Regions from separate parts of the Mus musculus genome. Here region 1 is linked to region 2. Evidence: chromatin contacts called from public HiChIP or PLAC-seq data. All regions are on one chromosome and are shown on one strand. Each heading gives the region's core, a stretch centred on a gene start, on an enhancer-like site or on the middle of the called end of the contact. The rest is flanking DNA. Distances are from core to core; before and after follow the strand shown. Region 1 overlaps Atp1b4 (ATPase, (Na+)/K+ transporting, beta 4 polypeptide). Region 2 holds the start of Tmem255a (transmembrane protein 255A).

Region 1 (5,502 bases), core at 1,621-4,120, 83 kb after region 2:
TTCATGAGCACTCTATTACCTGGTGTGATGTGATAAGGGTAGCCCTGTTTAATCATTCCCATTATTTGGTTCCTCTTGCTTACTCTCTGAATTCCTTGTACGGTAATTAGGCTATACAGAGAATGTGGACAGAAACGTGAGTTTGCTTAAGCTCACTACAGACTGAATGGCTATCCATCAAGTTCCTGTGTACCTGATCTGAATTCTAATAGAAGTGAACCTCCAATAAGGACTTAGGTAATAGTTTCTAATTTATACCTGCCTCAGCTCCAAAATCCAAGACAGGGTACCATGCTGTGATTCTTTAAAGATAAGCTACAATCATAGGCTCTTTGTAGAACAGTGCCAAGTACTCAGAAAGGCATAGTCACACCCTAGAAATTTTCCTCTGAGGACAAGTCAGAGTTGAGCTCTGCCCAGTTCTAATTTTAGGCTTGGGACAATTGGTTGAGAGTCACACAGTGATTTTACCTGAGCACGAGTTCCTTTAGGCTAGACTATAACCCATTATCTCATATGCATCTGATTTTGCTTACAGAAAGGTGATGAAAATGACATTCGATCCATCAATTACTACCCGGAGTCCGCTTCTTTTGACCTCCGCTACTACCCTTACTATGGCAAACTGACTCATGTAAGCTGTATCCTTCTTTCTCCTTTGTCACTAAGGGCTCAAAGAGAAAGAAAAGGCTGCCTGGGATTAGGAAATGCTGGTAGTAACAGATGAGTAGCTGTAAACTATAATGGGGTTGAGGTCAGGGCCAGCTCCCTCCACATATTTCTAACAGCCTCAAATCTTTCCAAATCGGAAAGACAGTCATATCTAGTCCCATTTAAGCACTTCAGTCTTCAGATGAGAAAACTGGAGTTCAGGACGGGGAAGGGACTTACCTAAAGTCACATGGTTAATTAGTGGCAAAGCCAGGAAGACACAGATTATTAACAGTGTATTTAATGTCCAAGTAATAGCACTTTGCTGTTTCTCCCATTATACACCATGAGCCAGCACAAGCTTCATGTCCAGTATGGCATCTTGATGTATATTAGTTCTGGCTTTGATTTCTGGTCTGCTATCCATAAAAACCAAATCATTCTGAGTCAGAATTGGTTTCCCCCAGAGGATAGTCAGACATCTTGACACAAACTTATAAGCAAGTCAAACAATTTCTCCAAAGTAGGGAAAGTATATTGTTTACTGTGGACATTTGGGACTTGGCATCATGAAATCTGCACAGTTTCTTCTGCTGATGCGATCCTAACCTGCCTTGAGTATCTGATCATCACCCCTGCCCCATCCTCGCTGCCCACTTGACCCATTTAGAATTCATTGTTCTTGCACCTACAGGTTAACTACACCTCCCCGCTGGTGGCAATGCATTTTACAGATGTGGTGAAGAACCAAGCAGTGCCTGTACAGTGCCAGCTGAAGGGCAAAGGCATCGTAAATGATGTCATCAATGATCGTTTTGTTGGGAGGATAATCTTTACCCTGAACATAGAAACCTAGGAACTCCAGGGAGCCACTCCCACCAGCCACTCCACCATAATCTAATTCTGATTATGTTCTATTTTGTGTCACCCCTGGTAGCCCCTCAATTCCTTTTTTCAGTTAAGACACAGCCAGATGGACCCCTAAGATCATCTTTCCTTGCCTTTGACGTGTGTATGAAGTGATATTGTGGGACCTGCTTGGTTTTTTTTTAAGGTCATCATCTCTCCTGATGACAAATATGACTATATTAATTTCTGCTCCTTCACTTCAAATTCAGACCTATTCTTGCTGCTAGAAGTCTCACTATATACAAAAACAGTATCTGATAGCATTCACCATGGTCAGGAGAGTGTTCTATCACGTTTTCTAAAAATATGTTGGTTTTAGAGGTGATACTATTCCCAGAATCTAACCAACCCATAGACATCTTTAAAACTGCCTGTCAAGGTCTTTTCTCAGAAACCAACATCAGACCAACCAAGACTACTACTCTCTCTACAGAACTTTATATCTGGGGGGGGGGGGTTGAAAATTTGGCTGTCTCCCATAGGTGACTCAATACTGATTTAAAGACTCCATTATTTTCAGCCAGGACAGCAGGACAGCAGGATAGCAAGCAAAGCTGACACATTATTGATCTGGGCTAGAGATGAAGACCTTCTGTGAGACGTTTTGTGGGGAGAGTTAGATCCTAGTATAAGTGAGAAGAACTGTTAGCATAGGGTGTGCTTGGTTGTTGAGTGCTCTGTAGTTTAATCATCCAAAGGCAAACGGGTTTTTCTCCACTCCAGGCAAAAGAGAAAACATGAAAAAAAATATTCTTTGGTCAAATCTTTTTGGCCCATATGCTTGATAGTTGTGTGGTTTTCTTTGAGATAAGCAGCGATGGGTGCCTTGAACCCCACCCCCCACCCACAGCTATAACCTTGGGGATTGAAATTAGCATTCTCCAGCTAAAACATGGCAAGACAGAAAGCTTCTGTCAGGCCTCCCTGAAGCCAATGCTCATTAGCCAGTTTTGCATCTACTTTAAAAAAAAATCACATGAGGCAGATGTTTATTCAGGTTGTGGATCAGCCAAGTGACTTTGTTTTTATCTTTGGCCATGTGACCATTCCAATCGCTTCTTAACACCTCCACCAGGGGGAGGGCTGGGACAAAAAGAGGAGGCAAGCATTACAGACCAGCATCCTGTCTCAGGGTCCAAAGCAAACTTAAATTCCACTTACAAGGCTGCAGAATCTGATCTACTCTACAATGTTTAGTTTCTCCCAAATTAGGGAACTGGAAGACTAATGGGGAAAGACAAGTGAAACCTGGCTATAATGTAGGGTGACAAGAGACCTAAAAATAGTATACGGAAATGCTATGGGAAACATGAGGCACAATGACTCTCTCCAGCTGTGACAGTAACAGAGGAAATGACACATTCGAAGCCATAAGCATGAAGACATCTTGTGCTTTGGTGATTCTGAACAGTTCACATGAGAGCTCACGGGAAGGATGAGGAGACTGAATCGCACAAGTACTTAGAGATGTTGAGAGAAAGGGAGTCTTTAAAGTGGTTTAATCAGGAAATCCCTGTAAGCACATTTGCATTTGATCAAGAGCACTGGGGCAGTCATAACATCAGGAGTGAATCCATGACAGAAAGGACAAAACCAAGACAGGAATTGGGGGAGAGGAGGAAGAGTGGACAAATGAGCCCAGGATTTTGAGCTTGGCAAAAATCAATGAGATAGTGATATTGATAATCGAGGAATAAAAGAGAAAGAGATTGGAAAGGAAGCTGTTGAGGTCACTTTGGGACAGTTTTATCTTGTGAGTTCCTCTGGTCAGACACTGATGTAGAGATATGAACACATGTAGAGTAGAAGAGAAGGAAAGCAGAAGACAAAAGCAACATTTGATGATGTGAACTCATTTAGGAAATATTTAATCTTGGGAACTTGAGCCAGTTATGTAAACACACTGATCTAGCTCCTAATGTGGTGCTTTTCTCTGGGTCTTGTTGCAGAATGGGCTGCTATTACTCTTGGGAGTCTCCCTTGCAGAGCCCTTCTAAATATTCTCCATACTAGTGAGGGGCAGACAGCATTTAACAAGCAACAGAAGATGAGCGGGACGGCAGGGCTACATAAGACACCAACACAAAAATCCCGACTCCTCCGGAGTTACTTTCTCACAAAGTTCAAGTTTCCTAGCCTTTGAACAGAAAACTAATAAAAAATGAAAACGAGAACAGCTTGAGACCATTTAAAAATGGCCTTAATCAAAACCTTAAGATTTAATAGCAAAAGAGTATACAGCATCTGATCTGGAAAGGATCTTTAAGGGAAACAACCTGCATTGCATCTGACTCCAGGTCCAGTGCTCTCTCAACTCAGAGCTGCTGCTTACCAGGAAGTACCATCTTTTTAAAAGTCAACAGACCATATCCCAAACATTCTGAAACATGTCAAACTTGAGTTAAAATAGTTAACATTTCACAGGAATTCAACTACTGGTGCTATATTTTATACATAATACATGGTCCTGTTGAATATGTTTAACTATTAGATAAGAAATTAGGAATGATTTTGTCATATGTGTTTCTCATTCGGTGGCAGATATAATGTCCACAGTTTCAAAGAAGTATTCAAAAGTACTAAGACAGTTTGTGCTGTCAGCTGGAACATGAAAAATGGCTTTCTTATTCAAAACTGGATATTATACAGAACTGGATTAATGAGTATGTTTGTTCATGTGCAATTCTAACTGTTCAATAAATTTCTAGTTGATTAATTTAAATGGGCTCCCATACTGTGCTGTACCAGGATTTGATTTCTATACCATCTGTTGCAATGCACTTGGCTTTACTTGTCAATGAGAAATACTACTTCCACATGGCTTCATGGTTTTGTTCTTGCTATAGTTTATGTATGCGTTTTCACTTTTGACTCCTTTGAAATCATTATTTTAAAGAAATCATCCTTAGGCATCCATTTACTTGGAGTCTTCGATGTAGAAAATATTTATACTGTCTTGGGGAGTTGGTGCCAACAATAAACGAAATAAAAAGCAATGTATGATCCCTCTTTCTGGATCTGATCACTGACTCCACACACTCTCCACACCCCCTACACCTCCCCCCCCCACACACACCCACAGGGATATTGAACAGCAAGCCACATGGAAGGAAAGCTTGACAACTGACAACCTATTAGCTGAAGGCTGGTTTTCCTCTCTATAACAGCAGTTCTCAACCTTCTTAATGCTGCGACCTTTTAATACAGTTTCTCATATTGTGGTGCCCGTCCCCCCAACCATAAGATTAGTTTACTGGTACTTCATAACTGTAATTTTGCGTCTGTTTTCCAATGGTCTTAGGAGACCCCCTATGAAAGGGGTTGCAACCCACAGGTTGAGAACTGCTGATTGATAGGGACATGAAGATAAAAACTGATTTATCTAAGAATATTTTTCTTTCCAGTATTCAGTTTTCAATTTCTCAAAAAAACTGCTTTGTCATAGCCATCTTGCTTTGCCCCTTTATTTTACCCTCTTTTTCTAAACACTTGGCCCCCATCATGACCAGCATCTTCCTTTATCAAGGTTGAATCCTGCCATAAATTGTTCTATTTATATAGGACATGTACACGCTAAGTGATGCTTTGAGGTGGGGGGGGGGTGGAACCAAGATCTAAATAGAATCCCTGCAAACACTCAATGGAAGCCTGGCTAGGTGGCTTCCAGGCATATCTGACCACCCAAACTGACTCCCAACTTGAATCTTTCCTGGACATAGCAGCTGAAGACAAATATCCCCAGCTCTTTATTCAACTTAGAGGCTTGGCTGCAACAGGGATATTTTATTTCCTTGGAAGTTTCCCTAGCTGACAATCTACTAGATGTTTCATTTGGGATATATTAAGAAAAGGGATAAATACATTTTTCTGTTCTTGCCTCTTCATTAGAGTCCATTCTTTTGCTGAGTTTCCCTTAAAATATCTGTATATATTAAAGGAATT
Region 2 (5,339 bases), core at 2,257-4,756:
AGAACCGCTGCAACCCTCCCTCTCTGCAGTGCCCCACCTCCATGCCAGATACCAGAGGAGGTATGTGATGGAGCTCTGGAGGTGTGCTTCACCCTTCCAGATAGGATCGTCTTGCCCCTCCCTTGGTCCCCCTAATCAAAACCCTCATCTCTATTTGAATCTGAATTCCTCCCCTCATTTGAAGCAAGCTCAAAACTTCCTTCACCACAAAGTTTATCTTAATCAAGCTCCAGCTACTCTAACCACCCATTAGCTTGGTTTCTAATGGCCTAGAAGCCTTACTCAATAAGTATATAAACTGTGACAGCAGGTTTCTTCCACAACCCATACGGTGTCCACCATTTCCAGGATTTCGTATCTGAAAGGAGCCAAGCTGGGAGTTGCTATAAGATAGGATGCTGCCTCTGCGCGCTTGTGCTTTACCTTGTACGTATTTCTTGATAGCCCCTTCCTAAAAGAGAGTGTGCAATGTTTATTGGAATGTTGCAAAAATGCTTGGCACGCTGCGATGTTGGTGACGTATTAATTCTCAGGTTCGAAGGTTTGAATGGATTTGGATTTGCTTACCTGGGTCAGCTTTGCCGCAGAGTGGATCTCAGCAAGTCCCAGCCTCGAGCATCCCTGGAAACAGGTGGCTGCCCACACAAGAACCTTAATGCTCTGCAGGTCTCACAAACGTTTACCTAAAGGTGCTGAAATCTACTACCTTCACCTTTTTAGTAAATTACTCAGGACATGGAGATATCAAAAAAAAAAAAGGCTCAGTAAATTACAAATGTGCTGTTGGAAGTGAAGAGGATGCTCTGATGTAGTAGCGGTGTATCAGCGCTTGGGGGCGCTGTTGCCAAAGTGGAGGAGGGGGTTGCTGGGAGCTGTTGGAGGTGCGCAGGAGTCAAATTACTATCTTCACAATTCCCTGTCTGCTTCCTTCAGAGCAGCCCGCAAAAGTAGTGCAGGCACCCTGGTGCGGGCGGTGGTGTGTGTGTGTGTGTGTGTGTGTGTGTGTGTGTGTGTGTGTGTGTGACATTTAATTTTGGGGACTACGATTGTGTCTTGCCCGTAAAAGGAATCCCCTCAGAAATGCTGCCCTTCGAGGCAGAACACTAACCCAGAGCTTAGTTAAGTGGAGTATCCTAGATGCTAGATGCTGATTCAGGCCTAGGCTGTGGGCCCAGCGCCAGGGAACTCCGGGGAGACTCCCCTGTCCACACTGTGGGAACCTAGAATTATCTATTACTCTACTCAAGAATTTTCTACTGAGTTTGGCCTGTGGATTCTTTACCAAACGCTATTTGTGATGATTGTTCGTTCCTTGTCTTTTGAGATCTATGAGTCCCTTCCCTGCACTGCCGAGCTCAGCTTCTTGTTGCCCAGACATTTAGAAAAATGCAAGACAGGCTGGGGGCCCTGGGAATACAAGAGAGAACTCTCTTCATCTTGTTCTGAAACCCACAAAGCAGTGTCAGGTAGCAAGCCTTTCAGCCCTGTGCCTCCAGTCTGCTCAGTCCCCGCAGACGGGGTTCTGGGTGGGGAGGGTTTGGTTTGCAGGTGGTTGCCGCACACAGTTGGGATGGGCTCTGCAGAACCCTCGCCCTCTCGCGCCCAGCTCTTTCATGCTGTAGCGCCTGAGCCATGGTAGCGCCGCAGCTGGCCAAGGCAAGGAGTGCTTTTGGAGTTCTGTGTGCCTGTGTATGCGAGGGGTGGAGTGGGGGGCGGGGAGGGTACTGGAAAGTCTGGTACTGCTGGGTTCGGATTTGGACCCCAGACCTTGGCCTCATTTTGCATCCAGCACCAGATAACTACGACCTTAAAAATGAAAAGTGCAGGGCTTCTACTGACAGGCCTTCCACCGTTCAGATGATAACACTTTCGGGGGCCCTTGAACGAAATTTGTTGCGACTGAGTCTTTTGCAGGCAGCGGAGAGCTCACACTGGGCTCAATCTCCTTGCCCCTCCCCTGTGCATGTTCCAGCAAATTCATCGGAGAAGAGCTGAGAAGACTGAATGGCAGAGATTCGGGACAGAGGAGTTTTGCAGAATGTGAAATATGATAGAAACGACGAATTGGGCTAGATTAAAGTGACAATTTTTAAGTTTAGGTGGAATTATGGCTCCACAATCCCTTCACTCTTACCCAAGGCTCCAAATTAATTTCTTCTCCCAGCGAAGACTTAGGAAGGTGCCTAACAGCGAAAGGCAATTGTTTTGTTTTGTTTCGTTTTGTTTTTTATTTCTTAAAATTCGTTTGTAGCTACCGAAAAGCACCCTCGAGGGGCCTCCAAGTTGGTGCAAGACGGTAGCGGACCTCTAGATTTTAGGAAGGTGTTGAAAGGTGCCCCTCCCCCTTCATTCCGCTGAAGAGGAAAGCGCGACTTCAGAAGATGCGCGGGCTTGCGCTGGATCCTATTTTTCTAGTGCTCTCACCACCACCACCCCCCACCTCTCTCTCTCTCTCTCTCTCTCTCTCTCTCTCTCTCTCTCTCTCTCTCTCTCTCTCTCTCTCTCTCTCTCTCTCTCTCTGCGTTTGGAGTAGAATAGAAATCAAATTCAAGGACTGATCATTCTGCTACGTATGTCCAGGCTGTGCTGTCTTGAGTGATTCCCCAGGATTTCCCGTCCTGCCAGCATACCCTTTCTTCTACCCCCATTCCCTTGAGTAGCACCCCACCACCACCACCCCACCCCACACACCGGGTCTGCGAAGTGTAAATCAGCTCCCGGACCACTGCAGGTCTGAATTTCAAGATATCACCTAGAGTGAGTGAGTGTGTGTGTGTGTGTGTGTGTGTGTGTGTGTGTGTGTGTGTGTGAGTGTTGGGGGGGGGTAAGATCCTGCTTCTTCTAATTATCATTAGTCGTGATCTTAGAAGTGATGTGGACTTTGCAAAGAAGGAGCGTCGAATCGAAAGCAAAGGCACAGGTTTGGAGGAAGTGTTTTGATGCCCAGACAGCTGAGATTTACCACAGCTGCAAGTCTGTACACACACACACACACACACACACACACACACACACACACACACTCACATGCACTCCGGGCTAGGTAAGGCTACTCCAACCCTAGCTTGGCGCTCCAATCTCAAGCGCGTCACACTTGTCACAGCTGGGCCGCTCCCTTGGGGCTCTGGTCCACCTTCCAGATACTCGAGTTTGTGGACCCCCATCCCGGTTGCCCTCTCTCTGGCTGGCACTGGGGCAGGCAGGAGCTGGCTGTCCTGGGGACAACGCACTTACCCCCTTACTGCTGCCTCCCAGAGGACAGGACTTACCCATGGAATCGGGAAGGGACATGTCGCTGGACCGCTGCTGAGTCAGGGACTGATGCATGGTGAAAGCTGTCCAGTTGCCCCTGTCCCCGAAGCTGCTTCAAGAGCCCCTGGCTCAGGGCGCCCCGCAGAGCATCCTACTCTGCCGCTGCCTCTCTCGGTCTTCCCTAGCGCTGAGAGGGACTGACTGCCTCGGGTTGAGAGCTGCAGCCCAAGTGCCGCCTCCCCCTCCCTCCCCCTCTTCTCCCTCCCTCCTCTTCTGCCTCCCTCTGCTCCGGGAGGCAGCAGCATTGGCGTCCATGCAGCAGCGTGCGCTTGCGCAAGACCCCCCCTTTCTTCCTCCCCCCTCGGCCTCCCCATCCTAGTTATCCACCTCCCAGCCTGCCAGACAGGGAGACCGTTTCGCCCCTTGGGGCCAAAGCTGCGCAGAGAGAAAAAGGAGGCTTCAGCCTGAGGCCAAGGGGCCTTCTCCCAGTTTGAACAGAAGGTCTTGGGCGATCATCTTTTCTTTTACAAGATTCATAATTGGGGAGGGGGACAGAGTTAGAGGTTCGGAGCTGGAGAATGCACACAGTGACACAGACAGACAGGCACACACACACACACACACACACACACACACACACACACACACTTGTTCAGGTCTGATCTTACAGCTTCCAGAATAACATAATGGAGCTGGAGACAGTCCAGAAAAGGGCCACTCTATAATCAAAAGGATGGTAGTGGTTGGAGGGGGGGCAGAATGCCTTATGAAGATAGATTAAACAAATGCGCACTCTTTAGTCTAGAACGATGAAGGCTGAGAAGGGATGTGACCGGAGTGTATAAAATTATACAGTTAGAGACAGAGAACACAGCCTTATTCATCACAACTGATAATTTGAAAAGCAACAACCCCCCCCAAGAGTTATAAGGAGGTTCAGCTAAAGAAAACATGACACTCTATCAGTACCCCAGTTTGTATTTTTGTTCCAGGAGATTTTATATCAAGATAGGCTTTTTTAGACCATAGCAGCCGTGTAAGGGAGAAAAAGGAATGATCCATAGACCCATTTTGCAGATGAAGAAACTGAGTATCAGTTGAAACTCTCCATGCCTTTGCAGCTACTAAATTACAGAGGTGAGATGCAAACCTGGATATCAAATGCTCTTGCTAAGGAGGCAGGCTCTGTGGCCCTGCTTGCACAACTCCTAATTTAGGTTGTGAAGGCCTAGCCTTTAAGGGCTGAGACATCTCTCCAGCCCTGCTTCCACAACTCAATCCAAGCTAAGTGTAAAATTGTCCAGACAGGCTAGGGGGAGGGGGTCAATATACAAAGCATCTGTTTGGCAAGCCCGAGGTCTGAGTCCCATGCCCCTGCACCCAAGTGAAAAATCAGGTGCAACAGCACTTATTTGTAATCCCAGCCTTGGGGAGGCAAACACAGGAGGATTCCCCAGGGGTGCTGGCCAGTTCCAGGTCCAATGCGGAGATGCTGTCTCACAAAATAAGGTGGAGAGAGTGGTTAAGGACCACCCCTGACATCTACCTCTCATCTCGACAAACACACATGTTCATACATGTGCGCACCCGGGAGCGGCGCGCGCGCGCGCACACACACACACACACCCCTCCTGACTTGACCGTGAACCAACCGGGTGAAGGAAAGTACTGTGTTCCTCCCAGATCTGCCTTGCTAATCTGCTGCGAAACATTGTTTCCTTACCCAGGAAATGTAACCAAAGACCCTTGCCCTTTTCCACCTTCCAAAGGAAGAAAAGATTCTTCCTGAAGGTTAAAAGGAAGGCTTTTGTAAAGAACTTGGATACCCCAGGGGCCAGGTTGAATGCTTTGTCACGTATTATTAGCAGTTCTACACTACAGATGTGGTCTAAAGATCTGTGGCACATGTCCTAGATAGAGGCAAGATGGCCACTCTTGTAAAGATGTGTGTCTTAATCAAGCTTGGCGTGTAGGTCGTTCTTCAGGAGCTGCACAAAGGCCCAAGGAAAACTTGGATTTTTGCTGTTGCAAAGATAGTCTTTCGGTCCTGTTTGTTTAGCCCTTCTTTCTACCACTTTGAATATCTC

The links. HiChIP or PLAC-seq counts read pairs in DNA pulled down with a chosen protein or histone mark.
Region 1: an H3K4me3 HiChIP or PLAC-seq map of bone marrow-derived macrophages shows a contact between it and region 2, with 2.8 times the contacts expected there. The contact joins the enhancer-like site here to the promoter of Tmem255a in region 2. A contact is called at or near these places in 17 of 39 promoter capture datasets (the 3T3-L1 cell line, 3T3-L1-derived adipocytes, the C10 cell line and 9 more), 1 of 15 datasets of contacts at CTCF or cohesin (pro-B cells), 38 of 484 Hi-C or Micro-C datasets (the AML12 cell line, the C10 cell line, the G1E-ER4 cell line and 22 more), 3 of 115 datasets of contacts at active chromatin or transcription factors (bone marrow-derived macrophages, neural tube and stem cell-derived neural progenitor cells) and 1 of 9 other capture datasets (pancreatic islet).

Annotation. Positions count from the first base shown.
Region 1 is chrX:38,332,216-38,337,717 of GRCm38.p6, forward strand. It overlaps Atp1b4 (ATPase, (Na+)/K+ transporting, beta 4 polypeptide), which reads left to right. Exons shown (of 8, transcript NM_001290389.1): 7 at 539-634; 8 at 1,346-4,569. The coding sequence ends at 1,507. Among named protein-coding and RNA genes, the nearest start is that of Atp1b4, 19 kb to the left of the region's middle. Within about 2 kb of position 2,871, at least 16 of the 459 cell types and tissues checked have an H3K27ac peak or open chromatin away from gene starts, as enhancers often do. A contact at or near this core is called in the G1E-ER4 cell line and bone marrow-derived macrophages, where this site is marked.
Region 2 is chrX:38,248,975-38,254,313 of GRCm38.p6, forward strand. It overlaps Tmem255a (transmembrane protein 255A), which reads right to left and starts at 3,507. Exons shown (of 10, transcript NM_172930.4): 1 at 3,270-3,507. The coding sequence starts at 3,327.